3 separate regions of the Zea mays genome follow, and regions 2 and 3 are each linked to region 1. The links are chromatin contacts, called in public Hi-C maps. All regions are on one chromosome and are shown on one strand. The core of a region is the stretch at or near the end of the contact, and the rest is flanking DNA. Distances in the headings are between cores, read along the strand shown.

Region 1 (2,929 bases), core at 139-2,638:
GTTCTTGGCGAAGGACATGGCGGCGCCGTAGTAGTCGGCGTACATGATCCTCGCCTGCGGGTACTTCGCCCGGAGCGCCCGCAGTTTCCGCTGGAGCACAGCGTTGTGGTGCTGCGCGAAGTCGTTGTACGTCCTGAGGCAACCGGCGGCGTCGTAGTCGCTGCCGTTGCGGCCCGGGTGCAGGGTCAGGTACGCCGACGAGCAGCCCATGGGCAGGTTCCCCGGCACCACCAGGTGCGTGGCGCCGGCCTTGATCAGCCTCTGCAGTCGCGATCGCGAGCGAGTAACGTTAACGGGCAGAGAGAAGAGAGATTCCCGAATTGTTTAGTGCGAGAGCGAGGGAGAGATGCAGTAAACAAATGGAGAGGATAGGTTCGGTGGTGACCTCGGTGGCATCGGTGACCGCGGCGGCGACCGTGGGGACGTAGGTCTTGGCGTCGTCCAGGGTCTTGCCCTTGAAGAAGGCGTAGTTGTAGTCGTTCCCCCCGATCTCTCCGACCAGGAAGAGGGACTTGCTGAAGTACTCCTTGCACTCTGTTTGCCTCGTTCACTCAGATTTCAGAGCAGAGGCAAAAAAAATTGCAAAAAGAAAAATGTCGGATTTGAGCGACGGACCTTTCGGTGAGCTGCAGAGCGACGGCTTGAGCTGCTCGAACCAGCCGAGCTGGACGCTGAGGGACAGGTTGGTCCAGAGCTTGTCGGACGCGCCGATCTCCTGGAAGAAGGGCGGATCCATGGCGGTGGCGCCGCCGACGGCGAAGTTGACGCCCCGGCGCAGGTCCTTGCCGCGGGACTGCAGGTACGGCTGCAGCAGCGGCAGGCCGAACGCTTGCGCTGCGGCGAGGTGGCGTTCGCGTCAGAGACGGAAATGCACCGAGAAGAAGAGGAGGAGGAGGAGGAGGAGGAGGAGGACGACGCGCGCACGCACAAACGCACCTAGGAAGTCGACGACGAGGCGGCCGTCGGAGCAGCGGCCGGTGGAGCGGTGGAAGTAGGTGATGCCGTAGGGGTAGCGGCCGACGATGTGGTTGGAGAGCGGGCTGGACACGAGCAGGTTGCCGGTGTCGGTGAGCGAGTCGCCGAAGCTGAACATGGAGGTGTAGTTCTGCTGCCCGCATTGCGCGAGGGGGCAGCAGAGCAGGACGGCGGCGAGCGCCGGCAGCAGCAGGCTGGCGTGGCCCGTCATGGGAATGTGCTGGATGGTCACACTGATTGATGTGGTAGGCAGGCAGCCGGCACAGGAGGTGGACGGAGACGGACAGGGGAGCGGTGGCGCTTCCGCGTCGCGAGCTTGCCACGACCCGATGTGCGATGGGGCTCTCAGTAATGGCGGATTGCCTGAGATTGTAGGTGGGGGATAAATGCCATGCCGGCCGAGTGCAAATCTGAGGGCCTGTTTGGTTGACTGGTTGGCTGAGGCTGTTTCGTATCTAGTGAGCCTGGCTCTGACTGGTCTGACTAGACACATGCAACTTCTTGTGTTTGGTTGTCTGCATGCAATCAGTCTGTTTTATGAGAGATGTTGTTTGGTTGCTGGTATGAATATTTGTTGTATGAGTTAAAAATGTTATTAAATAAATGAAAATTATATTAGTAGACAGTAATTATATGTTAAAATTATTTAATAGACACTAACTACATGTTAATAAACACTAATTATATACTAATCTTAATCACGTAATTTTTTTATTTAAAATATACATAGCATGTGTGGTCTAGTTTCGTTCGTAAAAATATCAGAAACACAGATATGTAATCGGTTCGGTAATTAAATCTTTTAATTACAGGATATAACAAAAAAACCAATAAAACCAACATCTCGATTTACGTGCACGAGTAAACAGCAGACTCGCCCAAGCCTGGCCGCGCGCGTGCGACCGCGCGGAGCGTTCCCGCCGGACCTGGCTCGCGGCGCTTTAAAGTTCGTGCTAGCCTGTCTCTTGCAATACAGCCAACCAAACAAACACTATATTTTGTATATGCAGATACAGTTGCATCTATAGGGAAGACAACCAAACACATGGTGAGTGAATGAGCGAGCAGGAGGAGGTGGTGGGTGGTGGAGGCTGGACTGGACTGGAGGGGGGAAACAGCCAGCCGCACAGCAGCTCGAGCTCGGCTGCTCCAGTACGTCCACAGTAATTGTGCTGGGTCCTCCAGCCCCAAAACCCTTCCTCCTCTTCCCTCCCAAAGGCTCAATTATTCCGGCGGGCCCCGACCACAGCGGTCGACGCGGTGCTCACGCGCGCACCACGTGACAGATCACAGAGTGGTTTCTTCTTCTTCCTATCCTAGTTAGCGAATAAAATCCAGTAGTAAACCTCCCTTGGTCGACAGCCGTCAGCCCGGGCCCTGGGATGTGATGTGTGTGGAGGACGCGACGCACAGCTTTCGAATATCTTATTTCTGGGATGGGCCTTTTCTCCCCCACGCGAGTAGGACCCAGCCACTTCGGGGGATGCGCTGCATGGAGGTGGAGGTCAGTCAGAGCATCTCTGCAGGACGGGGGGCCGAGCCCGATTGCCAGTTGCCATGCAGTCGCAACCGTACCGTCCGTGTACAGCCGCTACGCTACACCGTTAACCTGTCCGCAGCTGTTAGCTTCAAATTTTTTCTCATAAAATAAACGCTACTATGTATCCACGTCAGCAATATTTCCCCTTATATTCATTCTTTCTATAACGGTTTACCTATAAATTATCCTATATATACCTCTACACATAAAATATACATATCAGTCAGAGCATCTCTGCAGAACGGGGCTCGAGCCCGATCGCCATGCAGCAGCAACCGTACCGTCCGTGTACAGCCTAAGATGGCAAAACGGGCTGCCCGGCCCTGGCCCGGTGAAGCCCAGCCCATTTTGGATCCGGTCTGTCAGGCACAGTTAGAAAATGGGCCGAGCTATCTAAACCCTGCGGGCTCAATT
Region 2 (3,359 bases), core at 761-3,260, 320 kb before region 1:
GATCTTTTGTAGTGCCTCCTCTTTTAAAATGCACACCCTCTTCTAAAATGTTACTCCATCCATTTTTTTATTTGTCACGTTTTAGTTTAAAAATAAACTAGCGGGCGACAAATATTCGAGAACGGAGGTAATATTTTTTTAATATAGGAGACCAGATAGATATATGATATGGTGATGCTCTTATACGGCTACTCATGGTTTAGGAATTTGATGTTTCCAAAGAATTATGGATGGCGGACACGTACGTACGTTATGATATTGGTGCATCTACAGATTATCTACTTCATTTTTTCTACACAGATGGTATATGGGTATTGGTGTTAACTAAATCTAATGCATACGACTAGCCTAAAAGATGTCTGGAATGAGTTACCATCTCAAATAATTTGCCTGGGAAAATAAAAGGCATGGTTGCTATTGTGTGCCTTAAAAGCTAGCTAGTAATACATCAGATCATGTGGTTGTAACATGCGTCTATATCTTCCACAGTTCTGTACAAATATTTGAAATTGCAGAAACTAACATTCTAATCCGTTCTTTTTTATTTGTCCCGTTTTAGTTGAAAAATGAACTAGCCAGCGACAAATATTCGAGAATGGAGGTAATAACTAACTACACATATATAGCGCGAAGAACAAGTCGAATAGATATTTGATATTGTATCTGTGATCAGGGCAGTTAGTAACATCTTTACTCTTAATCGGGATAATGTTTCTACAAATGCGCCCAGGTAGATATCTAATGTCATTCACAACTAAATAGTAGTTTGCTTGCATATATTATTGATCTCTAGAACTGGAAAGGGAGGCTGGTGGACTCTGGATTAGTTTATTTATATCATGCTAGTACACAGTACTACCTACCGTACGAGGTGGAGAATGTAGACAAGATCCTGACAGTACGTGTGTTGTAGCATGCTGAAAGAGACGGGAAGTGGACAGTACGTGTGTTACCATATGCAATGTATATATGTATGTATATATGAAAAATATTTTGCATTTTTAAGAAATAGTTTCTTATATATGTACATTTATGATATATATATATATATATATATATATATATATATATATATATATGTCTCCATGTAGTACATATAAATAAAGTATATGGTCAAACTAAATTATCTACAATAGTATGATCAAATATGCAAGTGCATATAAAGTATATGAGTATGTAATTATGCTTACTTTATATACGATTAAGAATATAGGTTCATTTCAAAAAAATATGTAGTAAGATTTAAAATAGCTTAGACTGATAAATAGATAATTATATATGTACCGAGATCGTTTATTCTAAGGTCATGCTTGCTGCAGAGAAGCAAAGCAGCGAAGCATGCAGTTTGTTTTGTAGACTAGTACGTGGATGGAAACGGATATGCGGCTAGCTAGCTACTAGTAGTAGTAGATTACCAGTGCAGGTACTCCCTGAGGTTGGGATCGCTGGGGCTCGGCGCATCAGGATCTACCATCACCTGCAGATCAGAATTAGTCAGATTCAGGCATGCGGTTTAAGCTGGCTGATGGCTTGGAATCGTGTACAACACGCACGCATGTACTGTCTGTCTATAGTAGGGATGCAGTGGATGAATATAATGAGAAGATCGAGTGAACGGACTGTTACGTACGAGGGTGTAGAAGGTGCGCATGTCGGGTCCGCCGACCTCGACGCGCGGCTGGTCGGCGATGGCGGAGGGCCTGAGCTCGCAGCCGTTGGAGACCTCGCGCGCGGCGTAGGCGACGCGGAGCGGCACCCGGCGCACGAAGGGGTCCACCACGTCGCCGATGATGCGGCCCACCACCAGCGGATCCCCACGCTGCATGGCCGGGCAGAGCTCCTCCTCGATCCTAGCTAGCTAGCTTGCCCAGGGAAGAAGGCAGGCGAGCGAGCGAACGAGCGAGCTCAGCAGGTTGCTATTTCCTCACGCGACTGGTGGGCGAGGTTTAGCAGTAGTAGCAGCAGCTGGCAGAGCGGGCGCGCGTGCGGCAGACGGGGGGCCGTGGTCGTCCCTCGTCCGCTGCTGATTGGACGGGGGGTGGGGGTGATTGTGTCGTCGTCCGTCGTCGATGCGCAGCGCAGCCCAGCCGCGGGCGGCGAGTGGAGTGGGGGAATCGACCGGCCGGCCGGCGCGCGGGGCGTCCGTCCATCCGGTGGGCTCTGCTTGCTGGGTGGGTGCAAGGAAAGGCGGGGTGGGGGAACGGCCGCGGGCGGGTCAGACGGAAATGGACTGTCCCTGCTGCTGACCGCTGTTTGCTAGCTCGTCTAGGAAAGGGAGGGGGCCCCCGGCCCCTCCTCCTGCCCTGCCCAGGATTAGTAAGGAGTAGCTAGTATCTGTTAGTTTTTAGCCAGCTAATTTTTTTTAATACATAACCCATCAGTCAAAACAAATTCTCTTCTCCACCCCCGCTTATAGATGGTCCAATGAGTCGTGCTAAATAAGTCGACACTAAATACAACACGATTCATACTGTTGTAGCATGATACTACACGATTCACATAGTACATATGTGTCAATACAGTAAAAGATCCAATGTCGTATCGAGGTTGTCACCCCATCACAATGGCCTAGCCGCCTAGCACGAACACAACACGACAACATGCTTAGACTAACCGATGGTATGTAAAGGTGATTTATGTTGTGTACATGTGATTATGAATTATGATTTCTTATAATTTTAAATATGATAGATCCGGTCTATATTGGTATAAATATTTATATTTTTACATTATATTTGTAATCTTTACACTATTTCATATTTTTTTGACTGTATAGATAGGCACCGACAATACTAGGTGTTAGAGCAAGTATAATAAATTGATATAAACGAAGTATAAGAGATATCACGTCAGATTTATGGTGACATAAAAACAAGAGGAGTGGAGAGAGAGAGAAAATAGGTAGCTTCTATGTTCGGTTGCGGCTTGCTGCAGCTTTAATTCGACTACGGTTTCTACAATAGTTTGTCTCTATGGAGAGTTATTATATGAGTAGGTATTTAGTTAACTATATACGACATATTAATATCATAAAACCTGTCATTAGCTATATTATTAAACTTGCTCTTTGGTGTCATATACTGCTAAAACTTTTGGCCATGTATGGCACCACTGCCCACTGTAGGGATAGATAGATACTGTTCCATTGAGAAGCTTGACTGCTTGAGGAGCGAGCAGCTAGAGAGGTAGCTGACGGCTGACGAGACAGCGGAGCGGATGGGTGGCCGGGTGCATGGGATTGGAGGACGTACAGCTATCAGCCCCGTCATGTCTCCCCCGCTCTGTCGAGTTCCCATTGGCCGCCCGCCAGACTTTGCTGGCCCACCACGACCACGGCGCGGTAACAGTAACCGCAACAC
Region 3 (3,400 bases), core at 894-3,393, 490 kb after region 1:
ACCCGTGTATTCTCTGTCCTGGGACCTTGGGACCCCATTGTGGGCGGCCTGGATCCCATACCGGGGGGTTCGGATTCCATTCCAGGGGTCCGGCTTGCACACGTGGTCACGTGGAGGTCCTGGACCAACCTTTGGGGTCTGGACCATACATCCAGGGGTTCGGCGCTCTCCTGTGGAAGTCCGGACTTACTGTTGATGCTTTGGAGTATATCACCTTCTGTAGACATGTGTCGGCTTCGGATCCGCCCATGTGGTGGAGTCGGGCGCTGTTGTGGACCCAGAGTAGTCGCCTGAGACTGGGGCGAGTCATGGCCTAGTCCCACACATAGCACCTTTACCACGCGACTAAGTGATAGCCGTGTGGCCACTGCGTCTTTACACAGTAGTAAGGGGTACCCTAGTTTCAGGGTACCGACAAAGCTCACCATTGCTGTCTCACACCCCTCACATGAGAAGAACATGTGGTTCAAGAGGAGCCGCCCAGCGAGAAGTTCGACTTAATTTAGGTGGCGTCTCCCAGTCAGCTTTGTGGCGCCAGGGAAATAAGATTTAGTTTATTTTATATTTATCATTTATTTTGTAAGACTTACGCCTATGTAATAAGTACATTTATGATATTTATGACATTTATCTCTATGTGCTTGTAATTGTATGTGTTGTTCTTTTTTGACGCACATATGAGATACATCTATAATTCTTTATAGTTCGATATACAGTTTTGAACCCTGAATCTCCTAGGAGCGGAGTAGGTAGTACGGTTTAGAATGGGCATGGGCCGAGAAGGAAAGTTGAGCCTTTTGGCCTAGTGCGGAGCAGTCGCTTAAATCCAAACTACCCAAGCGACCCCCAGGCCCACTCGGCGGAATCTTCGCCCCAGCCGGCGGAGGCGGAGGCGGAACTTGCAAGTTTGGATTCTGGAACCGCTCCGCTCGCAATTTCAGACGGATTTTCATGCGGATTCCCTGCGGAACACACGCAAAAACCTACGCCATGAAGGCAGCCGTGACCAAAGTCAGTGTGCCGGGCTGCCGGCTGATCTGATCGTCGTAGCTAGCCAGGGCGCTGGCAGCACAAGTCCATGCATTCAATTCAAGAACAAGCTAGTCTGAAAAATCAATCGCAGAAACCCAAAGTAGCACTAGGACGAACGGACCAAGCGACGACGAAACGAAACAACAGTACAGTACAGTACAGCAACCTCTCCGGCTAAAGCAAGATGTATGTATGATCCGCACAGCAGAAAGCAGGGGACAGCTAGCAGGGGATCTTGGAGGTAAACCAGGTCATGACATGGAGCGGCGCCTTGACGAGCTCCACGGCCACCTCCAGCAGCACCGTCACGCAGAGGCAGCAGGGGCATAAACGAGATGGGCAGCCTGGATGCACGGACCAAACGGACTGAAGCTATCAGTTAATCTGCTTACTTTAACGGGAGAAGGGAGAAGAAGAAAATAAAGGGGAGCAAGATCGAACAAGAAGGAAACCACGCACCCGATGATCCAGATGACGGCGCCGACGAAGGAGACGAGGACGGCGAGCAGCGCGAAGGGCAGGCCCAGGAGCCACCCGAGCGGCCGGCACTCCCCGTCGCCGCCGCAGCACATCGTCCGCCCTTGACCAGCCGGCCCGCCTCCCCTTCCCTCTCCGGCTCCGCCGTCGCTTTCTAGGTTGGCCGCGCGCGAGGGAAAAAGGAAGGGAAACCGAGCGCGCGCACCAAGACGACAAGAGGTCCGGCCCGCCGGACACGGTCGATAGGTAGTATATATGGAGAAGATGGAGAGGCAGGAGGCGCGCGGTTTCGTGGTCGCTTTCCTTGCGGTGCCCAGCACGCTTTCTCGTCTGACTTTCCAAGGGATAGACGGGGCCGGGTGGGCAGTCTGGCAGACAGTGAGGCAGCCGCGGCAGGGCAGTTTCCGTCGGGGATGGCGTGGCGGACGGCAGCGATGGAGCGACAACGGAACCGTTGGCCAGCTCCCCCAAGGCCCCAACGCACTCGCCGGCCACGTCACGGGAGTCCGTGGGCGGAGTTTGACTGATGGCGCACGCGTTTGGCCGTGGCGCCCGTGCCCGTGGGCCGCCGCCGCCCGCCGGCTGCCTCCTCCTGTCTTGTCCTCCCACGTTCTCGTTGAGTTCTTCTCGTCCAGGTCCAGGTGTCCAACCAACCTCAATGATTTCGCAATCAACAAGATGCCTGACTGCCTGAGGCCTGACTCAGAATTTTAAGTTCGTTTCGGACCAAGGTTATTACACATGTTTATTTTTTAAAAAAAATACTTGTTGCAATTCGATTTTCGATTGCAAGAATAAAAAAACTAGGCAAAATCAAGAATAAGACAAAACTTGATCTAGGATGGATTTACAAAAACAATCAACAACTAGTTAGTTGCTCGTGCATCACTACTATTTTCATATTTAATATATAGTTTCTCTCTACTATACAAACCAATATGAGTTATATAAAGGAAGGTCTTGCTAGAGACCATGGTTCAAATTATTAATAATATGTTTGGTTTGAGGTCAAAGTAGGATGAATCGGGGGCGACATCGTCTCCTCGATTTTTTGGGATCACGCCGCTCCCAAAAATCACTCCAGTGTTCACCTCGCCCCCGCTTGACTCTCAACCAAACACTATAGAAAATGTGGCGGCCTCATTCCATCCCTCCTTGTACATTGAACCAAACGCACCCTAATATTTTATTTCGCTAGCCGTTGGAAACACTTGCTACATGCGCGTAGAGAGGAAAACACACGACAGGAACTAAGGGTTATTTCTATAACCAAACAACGACAAATATTTAATATATTACAATATAAAATCAAATAACAAATAACCATAGTAGTAATAATAATAATATACTTTATTTTTTTGCATGGTCTTTAAAGCAGAACTTTGACCATTTTTTTTTTTGAAAATATGCCATCATTAAATACACAATGAGCATCATGTTAAAGCATTTTTAATACAAATTCAGGTATATAACATACATACACTAAAAAATATGCATTTTTGGTTGAATTGTTAGTCAAAGTTACGTTGACTTTTTTTAAAAAAACATGCACGTCTTATTTTATGGGATAAGAGTATTATTTAGTTGCACAAAGAGTATTATCTAAAATCATCTTAAATTTTTTTAGGACGTGAAATATAGAAGAAGTGGAACGTAAAACTGAAACATAGGAGAATAGGTGGCACAAATGTATATAAGGATCATCATTCAAACCGTCAGACGCTTCTCCACCATTCAAACTGTCAGATGCTTCTCCTTCACCGTTGCAACTGCAAGGTGTACTGCTGCACTCTCAGCAGCTCAGGGCGATCGCAAAGTAAAGGGATCAGATGGACTAGCAGTTGCAAAGTTAGAACACATGAGCAGCTCAACTAGGAGAGGCGGGGCAACA

The links. Hi-C and Micro-C count contacts between places; a contact is called where the count stands out from the background.
Region 2: a Hi-C map of leaf shows a contact between it and region 1, with 2.7 times the contacts expected there. The contact joins the promoter of ZCN14 here to the promoter of LOC100282778 in region 1. A contact is called at or near these places in 6 of 25 Hi-C or Micro-C datasets (ear, leaf, tassel and 1 more).
Region 3: a contact with region 1 is called in a Hi-C map of leaf, with 2.6 times the contacts expected there. The contact joins the promoter of LOC100277379 here to the promoter of LOC100282778 in region 1. A contact is called at or near these places in 4 of 25 Hi-C or Micro-C datasets (bundle sheath, ear, endosperm and 1 more).

Annotation. Positions count from the first base shown.
Region 1 is chr8:25,665,798-25,668,726 of Zm-B73-REFERENCE-NAM-5.0, reverse strand. LOC100282778 reads right to left here and starts at 1,388. Exons shown (of 5, transcript NM_001155684.2): 1 at 937-1,388; 2 at 616-834; 3 at 386-534; 4 at 1-261. The coding sequence starts at 1,186.
Region 2 is chr8:25,986,194-25,989,552 of Zm-B73-REFERENCE-NAM-5.0, reverse strand. ZCN14 (ZCN14 protein) reads right to left here and starts at 2,010. Exons shown (of 4, transcript NM_001112780.2): 1 at 1,631-2,010; 2 at 1,416-1,477. The coding sequence starts at 1,825.
Region 3 is chr8:25,173,412-25,176,811 of Zm-B73-REFERENCE-NAM-5.0, reverse strand. It overlaps LOC100277379, which reads right to left and starts at 2,143. Exons shown (of 2, transcript XM_008657550.4): 1 at 1,492-2,143; 2 at 1,064-1,376. The coding sequence starts at 1,604. The coding sequence ends at 1,139.